Regions from separate parts of the Ovis aries genome. Here region 1 is linked to region 2. A link is a contact called in public Hi-C data. All regions are on one chromosome and are shown on one strand. The core of a region is the stretch at or near the end of the contact, and the rest is flanking DNA. Distances in the headings are between cores, read along the strand shown.

Region 1 (4,861 bases), core at 534-3,033, 280 kb before region 2:
TGTTTTCATTTGTAATTTTCAGTCACTGTTGGTGTTTGATGCTTTCCTTTTGAGGTTTATTTTGTATTCCATTGTGTGAATTTTTTTAGGTCTTTAAAAAAATTTTTATAAGCATTTTTCTTTTTAAAAGAGCTTTTATTTACTTATTTATTAGGCTGTGCTGCATGGCATTGTGGGATCTTAGTTTCTCGAGCAGGAATCACACCCTGTGCCCCTTGCTGGGGAAGCACAGAGTCTTAACCACAGGACCACCGGGAAATCCCTGAATATTATGTTTATATATCAGACCTACAGCATTGCCTTTGATAACATCTCCACCTCTTCAGTAGTTAGGATTTTCTTTTCCCTTCTAAGGAAATGTGCAGTCATAAAGGTACTAGGAGGCCTTGGTGCTTCTGTGTGGAAATCTGGTGTCAGATGACTCACCCTGCGCGTTGCCCCCACAGCTTCTGGAGAAGGGCCTCCCCAGCATGCAGCAGCCCCTCCTGCAGGTGATCTACAGCCTGCTCAGCTACATGGACCTTTCTGTCGTTCCTGTAAAGCAGTTCAACGTGGAAGTTCTGAAGACCATTGAAAAATACGTGCAAGTGAGTATTGAACCAGGATGTTTCCAGACAGTCATTCCAGAAAGACAGCTTTTGCACGGAGCTTGTACTTGGCCACAGTTATATGGGTGCCAGGCTACGTGTTCATTTATCGATGTCCATAACACACTGAGAGCGGCCAAGATGGTGGCTGACCACCACCCTGAGTGGCTTCCTGAGGAGAAAGACAGGACCAGGCCGCAGTGCGTTCCTGAGCCTTCAGAGGACACGTCTCTGAAAGCATGTCCCGGCTTGGGGGGCAGGGGCAGGGTCTTGTTTGAGGGTTCTATTTCAAAGGAGAAGGAAGAAGCAACTTGTGTGTGCCTGGTTCTAGATCAGGTGTTTTAGATGAGAAGGGTTAATTCAGAGGTGAAAATTGTCACTTAGGGTCGAAGGAACTAAGGCTAAGAAATCGGCATACTTATACTTGAAAATACTCCAAAAAACAAAACATACTGTGTACTTGGTGAGTTTCAGAGTTCAAGGACAAATGCTCGGTTTTCTCTGGTTAAACTCATTGACTAAGCCTGACAATCTTAAACATTTTTTCCCAATCTTCACTTCACCAGTCACGTTACTTGCAGAATTTGCAAATGCTAAAAATGATTTTCAAGCTTTTTTTTTCTCCACGTGGCATTGCTCCAATAACAGTTGTACCATGTGGTAGGTGTTCGTTATTGCTTTCTCACTTGACACTCACGAGAGACAGAGGGTCAGTTCACATCTTGCCCCTTGTTAAAAAAAAAAATTGTTTTGTTAGACTACCTGTTCTTAGTCCTGTGGATCATCCCTGGTTCTTGAGATCTTATCTTGAATGGTGGCTAATTTCATATCAAACCATGACCTCCCTTGTGCAGAATTTGACAATGAAGGGAATGCGTTTTACTTCATGTGCTTTATTCCAAGTCCTAGGCAAATAATAACGTTTATCAGGCTGATTATCCGTGTGCAGTAGTTTTATGGGAGAAGTGTCTCGGTCTGCCTGGGAGTCGTCAGAGACACAAAGATGGTGAAACACAGTGAGACTTAGAGAAGAGTAGGACTTTGATAAGCAAGGAGAGGAAGGGCATTCCAGGATGAGCGAATAGCATGAGGAAAAGCGCAGAGGTTAGTGACATCGGCCGCTCTGGCGAATTCCAGGGCAGATTACCCATGTAGGGCTTGCTCAAAGAGTGTGGACTCCTCCTTGTCCACCAGGGGGAGCTCCTGAAGATGTTTAAGCAGGGAAGTGGCTTGAGCTGAAGATTCTGGAAAGATCACTGTAGCTGGAATGGGTTTGATGGACCCAAGGAGAGGCTGCAAGTGGGGAAACCAGTTAAGAAACCACTGAAATAGTCCAGGGAGGATTCAGCTGAGTCCGTGCCAACAGGAATGGAGGTGGGCAGGGGTAGGGGTCAGATTCTCAGGAGGGAGGGAAGAGGGGGTGAAGAATGGTTCCCAGACTCCCGGGTTAGGTCATGAGAAGGCTGAGGGCAGAGGTCAGATGCCCAGGAAGCAAATGGAACAGAAAGAGCCAGAGAAGCAGGGAGCGTGGGTGGAAACTGGAGGCAGGGAGAATCTTGAGGAGTGAGGAGACAGTAGCATATCTGCAATGAAGGGTGGAGATTTTTTGTTTTATTTTGCTTTTCAAATTAAGGAAGTACCTCATTAGCAAAAGCGGTACCTTGTTATTTTAGCCTTCTGTTTATTTAAATGTGGACAAAACTGGGTTTTTTTATTTGCTTATTTCCTAAATGTAGCTCCTCTTACAGATAAATTATCTTTTTTATGTCATTTGCCTTTTACTTACTAAAGAATTTCCTGTACTGTTTTAAATTAGTGAGTTCTGACAGGTCATGAGGAGTGTTAGTAGCTAGGAGCATGTTAGTTTTTTTTAATGAAATAATTTTTTAAGTATTGACTGACTGTTTCATTTCCTTCAGAGCATTCACTGGAGAGAAGCTTTGAATATTTTGAAGCTGGTGGTTTCTCGATCTGCCAGCCTAGTTTTGCCTTCCTACCAACACAGTGACCTCTCAAAGATAGAAATACATCGAGTGTGGACGAGCTCATCCAAGGAATTACCTGGAAAAACCCTAGACTTCCACTTTGATATTTCAGAGGTATGTTAACTGTTTCCATAAACTTTAGCATGAATACACAGTGGCAAAGTTCAAAACTAGCCGCCTAGAGAAGGGGAGGCTTACATTTATGTCAAATGAAAGCTTCTAAGGCCTAATGAGGTTCTGTTTATTCTCTTTTTAAGAACACATTCACAGGGGCTCTCACTTGGCAGCTTTTAAAAATAGAAGCTAGCCTCAGTTATATAAAAACGATTCCACAGAAAAGACAATTTTTAAATGGAATGATCTTAAACATTTTAAACCATGACCTTCACTCATTCTTTATCTGACTGCTGCCACGTCCTGTCTGGTATCTGCAACCTTGTTTCCTGAACTGTAGCCAAACCAGTGAATGACCGAGATTTATGGAATCTGCCCTTATGGTCATTCCCCCAAGCCACACTGCTTTTTTTCTTTAATAATTTTTTTAAGTTGATATGTTGTATTTTCATTTTTATTAAGTTCCAATTTTTTGGGTGGGGTCACATGGCATTCAGGATGTTAGTTGCCCAACCAGGGATCAAACCCACGGCCCCTGCAGTGGGCACATGGAGTTCTAAAAACTGGACCATCAGCGAAGTCTCCCACAATGCTTTTTACAATACCACTATTTAAATTCTTAGCTTAAGAAAGAAGGGAATGTGGAGAGAAGAGACATATGAACCGAACTAAGGAGTCAGGAAGAAAAGAGGACACGAAATAGTCCGATTTACCTGCTGGTCCATGAACAAACTTTTGGAAACCTGCACTTAAGTGTGTTAGTCTAAGATATAAAAATACATTTGCTTTCCTGTCTCTCTTACCCCATGACCGATAAGCCCCTAAAGCAGAAACCGTGGTCTGTCCGCTTTGTAATTACGGTCTGTACAGTGTCTAATGCATGAACGTACTTCATACATATTCTTCAGCATGGCTGAATCCATCAGTTCACTAAAGAAATAAACTAGGTCTGCTGACATGCAACTTACTGGCTCAGTTGTAGCCAGACTGGGTTTTTTCATTCGTCTCATTGACCATTCAACACTCAGGATGAGACACTGTTTATTGCTACTGTTGTGATATTTATATATGACATTAAGGTATCAAATCAATATTTTTCCATTTTAAACAGTTTATATTGCTAGGGTAGGAGAGGGCGCTTACTCTTTTACTAAAGTTTATTCTGTTCCAAAGAGGTACAGAAGACCTGTGGCCAGTCAGCTGCACGTCCCAGAGACCCAGTTGCTCCAGAAAGATGGGCCTGGAGAGACAGGTGGAACACTCCCAGCCAGTGTCTCTCATCTCTGAATGTGGGCCTGTGAACAGGTTTCTGTAGAGACCCCTTGTGGCTTAAGTTTGAGAGGTGCTGCCTACCCAGCTACCACATTACAGACCTCTCAGGAGTGAAATTTCTTAAATGTTGCCCAAGAACCTGGCCCTGACTGTTTCCTTTAAATAACTGAAATCATAGATTTAAATAAATTTTTAAATACTTGAGAGTATAAGATTGGCAATTACAGGTTGGGATGAGGGGAAGGAATTTTGATCTTATTATAAGAAAGTCTTTCAAGCTTAAACATCTGAAAGTAATTTGCTTTCCTGTATGTTTCTTTTCTCATCTTTATAGTCATTTGTGAAGTGTATTTAAGAACAAGCAATTGGATTTGTTTTCAGCTGCTCAAGAGGGTGGGAAGGTATTGAAGATGCAAAATGGTTTGTGTGTTAGTCACTCAGTTGTGTCTGAGTCTTTGCAACCTCAGAGACTGTAGCTTGCCAGGCTCCTCTTTCCATGGAATTCTCCAGGCAGGAACACTGGAGTGGGTAGTCATTCCCTTCTCCAGGGTATCTTCCCAACCCAGGGGTTGAACCTCAGTCTCCCGCACTGAGGGCGGATTCTTACCATCTGAGCCACCAGGGAAGCAAAATGGTTTAGGATGTGTTCTTGAACATCAGGGAAATGAGCCTCCACGTAACACTGAACTTCTCTACGTTTTCATCAAATAAGCAGTTCTTGGTGGCTGCTGGGAGACCGAGCCATGTACCGAGGACTGTGGATGAGAGAGAATGCATGCTTCTCCTCTCTCCCTGCAGACGCCTATCATCGGGAGGCGGTATGATGAACTGCAGAACTCCTCTGGGCGTGACGGGAAGCCCAGGCCCATGGCCGTCACCCGGAGTGCATCCTCCACCTCCTCG
Region 2 (5,115 bases), core at 2,308-4,807:
AGTTCTCATGCCACAGAGAAAAACAAAAGGACTTACCTGGCGGTCCAGTGGTTCCAACGCAGGGGGCATGGGTTCCATCCCTGGTCAGGGAACTAAGATCCCACATGCTGTGCAACATGGCCAAAGAAAAAATAAAAAAGCACATACATATAGAATCCATACCTTGTAGAGAAGATTGAAATATTTCAAAAAGGATAGCGAGTGTTTCCTTTTTTGCCCTTTTTAAAAATAGTGAGGCCAACATTTTCTAGTTGTAAATAACATAGGCCATAAGACTATGGAGAGAAAAAGAAAATTAAAATGAAGGGTAAATCTACAGGCAAAGGAAGTCATGGGCCAAAGCAGCATGGTTGTGGGAAGTAGAGAAGTTCAGAGTAATGAGAAGTAAAGTGGTTAACTTAAGTAAGCAAGTCTGGTTGAATAAACAGAAGTAGCGCCCTCACAGCCTCATAGCTCCTTCGTCAACAAGTAGCAGGAGCTGCCCTGTATGCCAGACACTTAATGAAAAGTTAAAATATAAATAGGCATTTAGGGAGAGAGTGCTCGTTTTTATTCCATTCAGTCGTCTGGCCAGATTGTTCGATTACTAATGATTTCTAACACCATATAAAGAAATTTTATTCTAAATGAGATGTCTTTAAAGGAGCTCATGTATTACTATTAGTATGCTTCTGGTATTAAATTTAACTGCTTGCTGAGAATTATCGCTAATTCTAGTGGCTAATCATAATGCTCTTTAAATAAATTCTCACTTGCTTTCTTAAATATCTAAGCCAATGATATAGTTGATATAAATAGGAAATTTAGAGTAAGTCACTGTTTGATATAAAAAACATGAGCATAAAATAATATATATACACTATATATAATACTATATGAGTATATACTCTTATTCATATGTATTTGATTTTAGTCATTTTGAATACAATTGTGTGTTGGTGTGTTCCTCTTTGGTTTAATCGCATATGGGATTGTGCTTCCTGAACTTGGGTGAATGTTTCCTTTCATAGGTCAGGGAATTTTTCAGCTATTATGTCTTCAAATATGTTCTCAGACCCTTTCTCTTTCTCTTCTCCCTCAGGGACCCATATAATGTGAGTATTAGTGCTCTTGATGTTGTCCCAGAGGTCTCAAATTATCCTCATTTCTTTTTATGTATTTTAAATACATGCACTTCAACTGGTACTGGCATAATTCTTAACAGAGTTCAACAGTTGCAAAGAATACACCATGAAACAATGTTGAATATTTATTACAAGTTGTTAAAAAATAGCATTTTGATTCCAGAGTCTACAGGCTGTACTCTTCACCATAGGAAGCCACTAGCCACATGTACTTTTTTTTCTTTAGATTTATTTATTCATTTTATTTTTTGGCTGTGGTAGGTCTTCTTTACTGCATGCTGATTTTCTCCAGTTGCGGCAAGGGGTGAGGGGGTGTGTGGCATGTGGGATCGTCCCACATCAGGGATGGAATCCGTGTCTCTTGCATTGCAAGGCAGATTCCTAACCACTGGACCACCAGGAAAACCCACCACATGTACTTACTGAGCACTTGAAACATAGCTAGTACAAACTGAAATGTGCTTTTAGTGTAAAATTCACAAGATGAACAAGAGAATGTAAATTATCTGTGATTGTATATTAATAACAAAATTTTATGTTGATTATGCAAATGACAATATTTTGGATATACTGTTATATAAAATATTAAAATTAATTTCACTGCTTTTTTTCACTTTAACATGAAAACATTTCACATTACATACATGGTTCATATCATGTTTCTTTTGGACAGTGTGGATTTACAGTGTAAATTAGTGCCGTTTGCTCTCATTAACCAGGATCAGGCCCATTGATTTCACACACTGCTGAGTGCTAACCTTGGATAGGAGTGAACAGTTTTTGCTTTGACTGTTCTGCTCAGTGCATTCAGGAATTCTCAGTCAGCAGCTCAGAACCTCAATTATAATGGTGACCTATGCTACTTAACTCCAAGGAAATCTGGAAGACTCTACAAGTCTGTAGATAACACATATATACATATATTCCCAAAGATCCCAGAGATTTCTTCAGAATAAAAGAAGTTAAGACTTCCAGTATAATGTCTGTATCAGAGATCAGGAGTACCATTGGTTACTAGGTAGGTAAAAGATGCTTCAAGACTTAACCAAATGAGCTTAACAAGATGAGACCTCTAAGACAGTGTTTAAAAAGAAAGTCAGCAGGAAACTGACTTGGCTTACGTTTGGTGGCTTTGGCATTGAGCTGTATTGTAGGCAAAGTCATCTTGGAACACTTAACCTTATTTCCCTTTGTGGCATCCTTTCCCTTCTAGCTCTTCTCCCTGTGTGGAAATCACACTGCCTTTCTCCTCCTTGTCTCTTTTATCTGCCAATCCCTACGGAAAGGAAAATAATCTTTTAGTGGAATGTTAGTGGAAAGCTGATGGAAGCATGGGCCAACAGATGCCGCTTTCATTTATATTGCTCCTGATAAATTATAACTTGGTTATTTTTTGGACTCTATTTTTATTAGATTAGCTGTAAGTGTACAGCATATTGAGAGGAAGGCACAGAGATTTCCCATTTATACCCTGCTGCCATATTTGGTTGTTTTTTTTTAAAAGCCCTTACCACAGAAATTTATTTTTCTTTTAACACCAACTTTTCAAATTTTCCCAAAGCATTGCTTTAAATGAAAGTTTATATTACTAATTTCTTTAATCGATTGGCTGTTCCATAAAACAGTTTCGTTAGCAATTATGCTTCATTGAGGCCTTTAAAGTTATTTTTTCCTCTCTCCATCCTAATAGTAATCGACAGATCAACTTTAACATACCACCTTACAGCTGAAGGTGGGAGGAACGGCACCTTCTGGAGGTGAAGGGGGTTAGAAACCCAGCTTCTGGAAGGCGTCCGGTGATCTTCAGATTATTTCTCCAATAACAATTGTCATAGGACGAATGAATGGAGTGCTTTGTTACAGATGTAATTACTATGTTCCTCCATCCTCCCGCTTCCTAAACAATACCTGAAAATGGGGAAGCTGTGGGGTTAATTAAAGACATAACATACATAGTGGAGAAAAAAGCTATTTTATGACATTTTGAGATGACTACGTCATCTCAAACGTAAAGGAGCAAAGTAGTCAACACCAATTTTATTTACTTAACACAACATTCGTACTGAATTTCACTGTTTTGAAAAATTTCCAACTTTTATCCATAAAGCTAGAAATATATAACAATTTGTGTGGTTTTCGGGAAAAGTCAAGAAAGCCTTAAGAGGCCGAGAAAGCATTGACAGTTGCGGGTCTTGCAGCGGCGGCGTGCCCGTGTGGCTGCGTGCGCGCGCGACGAGCTGGGCGGGGCGGAGCGGCGGCGGGGACGCGCTCCGGGCGGGGCGGGGCGCAAGGGAGACGGGCGGGCCGGCGGGCGCGCGCGCGCGCGTGGGGCCGTCCGGTCGGTAGGGGGCGCTGCGCACCAACGCGGCGCTCTGCCTGCCCCCGGGTGCTGTCCGCGGCGGTTCGATTGGAGCAGCCGCCGAAGAGCGCTTGGCGCCATTTTGAAGCGGAGAGGAGGAGGAACGGCCGGGCTGGCTGCGGAAGGGGAGGGGGGGAGGAGGCGATTGGATGCGGCGGCGGCGGCGGCGGATCCCGGAGAGCGGCGGAGTGAGAGGAGTAGCGAGTCGGGCACCCGGAGGTAGGAAACAATTCAGTTAACGGGGAGAGAAAACCTCTCTGTTCTCCGGTCGCCGCGCTCCATTTTTTTCAGCGCCCGCCGCCGCGGCTGTGTCTTGGCGGGGCTCAAAGCGGCGCCCGCCTGGCAGCCGCGACTCGCCTCTCGGCATCGGGGGCTGCAGCCGCCGGCTGCGCGGCGGCGGCGGCGGCGGCGCCGGGAGGAGCGGGGCGCGGGCCGGGGGCGTGGGCCGGGGCTGCCCGGTGGGGGTGGGGAGGGCCCCGGGGCGGGCGCGCTCCCTCCACGCCGCGGGCTCCAGCCGCCGCCGACTGGAAATTAAACTTGCCGCCCTGGCCGGGCCGGGGCGCCCGCGGCGGCGAGGGCGGCGGGGCGGTGACCTTGCGCGCGGCCGGGGGTCCGCGCCGGCAGCCCGCGCCCCGCCGCCTCCCCTCCCCTCCCCCCCGCGCCCGGCCGGCCGGCCGGCGGGCGGGCGGCTGTTTCCCGGGCGGCAGGCGGGCGGCGCGGCGCTCCTGTTGAATCCTCCTCGGGCGGGCGGGTTTTCCATCCCCCCCTTCCGGGAGAGGGGCGGGGAGCGCGGGTCCCGGCTGGACCCCGAGCGCTGTGCCGGCCTCGGCGCCCTCTACCCCGCCGCTGGGTCCCCCGCGCCGCGCAGCTCCTCTGCTCCGGGCGGCGACCGTGGGCCGACCGAGTGACATTTTCGTACAGTTACTTGCCGGCGTCTGGAGGTATAAAGCGCGCTTGCCGCGCCTCCCGCAGCTGGTGCAGGGGGCACCCGAGGACCCGGTTTGAGAAGGAGTCCCACCCGGGGGTGGGTTTCCTTTAGGAAGCCTCCGAGTCGGAACGACCCGTGCCAGCCGTGTGCGGCTGTAGGAGTTGACGTTCGTGCGGTCTCTTGTCTGGGTGACAACCTGAAAAGTTTCTGATCGGGAGGATTTGGTGTGTGGTTCTCTAGCTGTTGGCTGCCTTTTGGTATATGCGTTAAAGCTGCGCTCAGCAGCGGTCCAGTTATTCGAGGCAAATGAATCTGAATCCTGAATCCCGGCACCTCCTCGTCTTCAGAGTTACCTCTTCCTGCGTTCCATTTGTGGCCGGTGTAAACTCGGGGTAGGGTTTGGAAGAGCAGGTCCCTAACCAGTTAACACACGTTTTAGGCATCTTAGCCAACCCCAAAAGGGAACCCTTTATCTCATTTTGGAGAACGTGCCTTGAATGCTCTTATCACACTTCTGTTATGGAATGATGGATGGGCAGTTCTGTCCTGAACCACCCTATAAACCCTGCTTAGTAAACCATTTCGGAAACGTTGGATGTAGCCTTCAATTTAGAAGGTGGGTCTGCGGTCTTGAGTGAGTTGGGGTCTTCTGCTGTCTTCCTAATAACCTTTAACAATTCAAGTGTGTTTATATATGAGACGAG

What was found. A called contact is a pair of places that touch in the nucleus more often than the background predicts.
Region 1: a contact with region 2 is called in a Hi-C map of liver, with 4 times the contacts expected there. The contact joins the enhancer-like site here to the promoter of PDS5B in region 2. A contact is called at or near these places in 8 of 16 Hi-C or Micro-C datasets (blood, hypothalamus, liver and 4 more).

Annotation. Positions count from the first base shown.
Region 1 is chr10:29,065,888-29,070,748 of ARS-UI_Ramb_v3.0, reverse strand. It overlaps FRY (FRY microtubule binding protein), which reads left to right. Exons shown (of 64, transcript XM_042254804.2): 49 at 447-587; 50 at 2,507-2,686; 51 at 4,757-4,861. Among named protein-coding and RNA genes, the nearest start is that of ZAR1L, 99 kb to the right of the region's middle. Within about 2 kb of position 1,783, at least 7 of the 54 cell types and tissues checked have an H3K27ac peak or open chromatin away from gene starts, as enhancers often do. A contact at or near this core is called in liver, where this site is marked.
Region 2 is chr10:28,789,265-28,794,379 of ARS-UI_Ramb_v3.0, reverse strand. PDS5B (PDS5 cohesin associated factor B) reads left to right here and starts at 3,557. Exons shown (of 34, transcript XM_027973013.3): 1 at 3,557-3,702.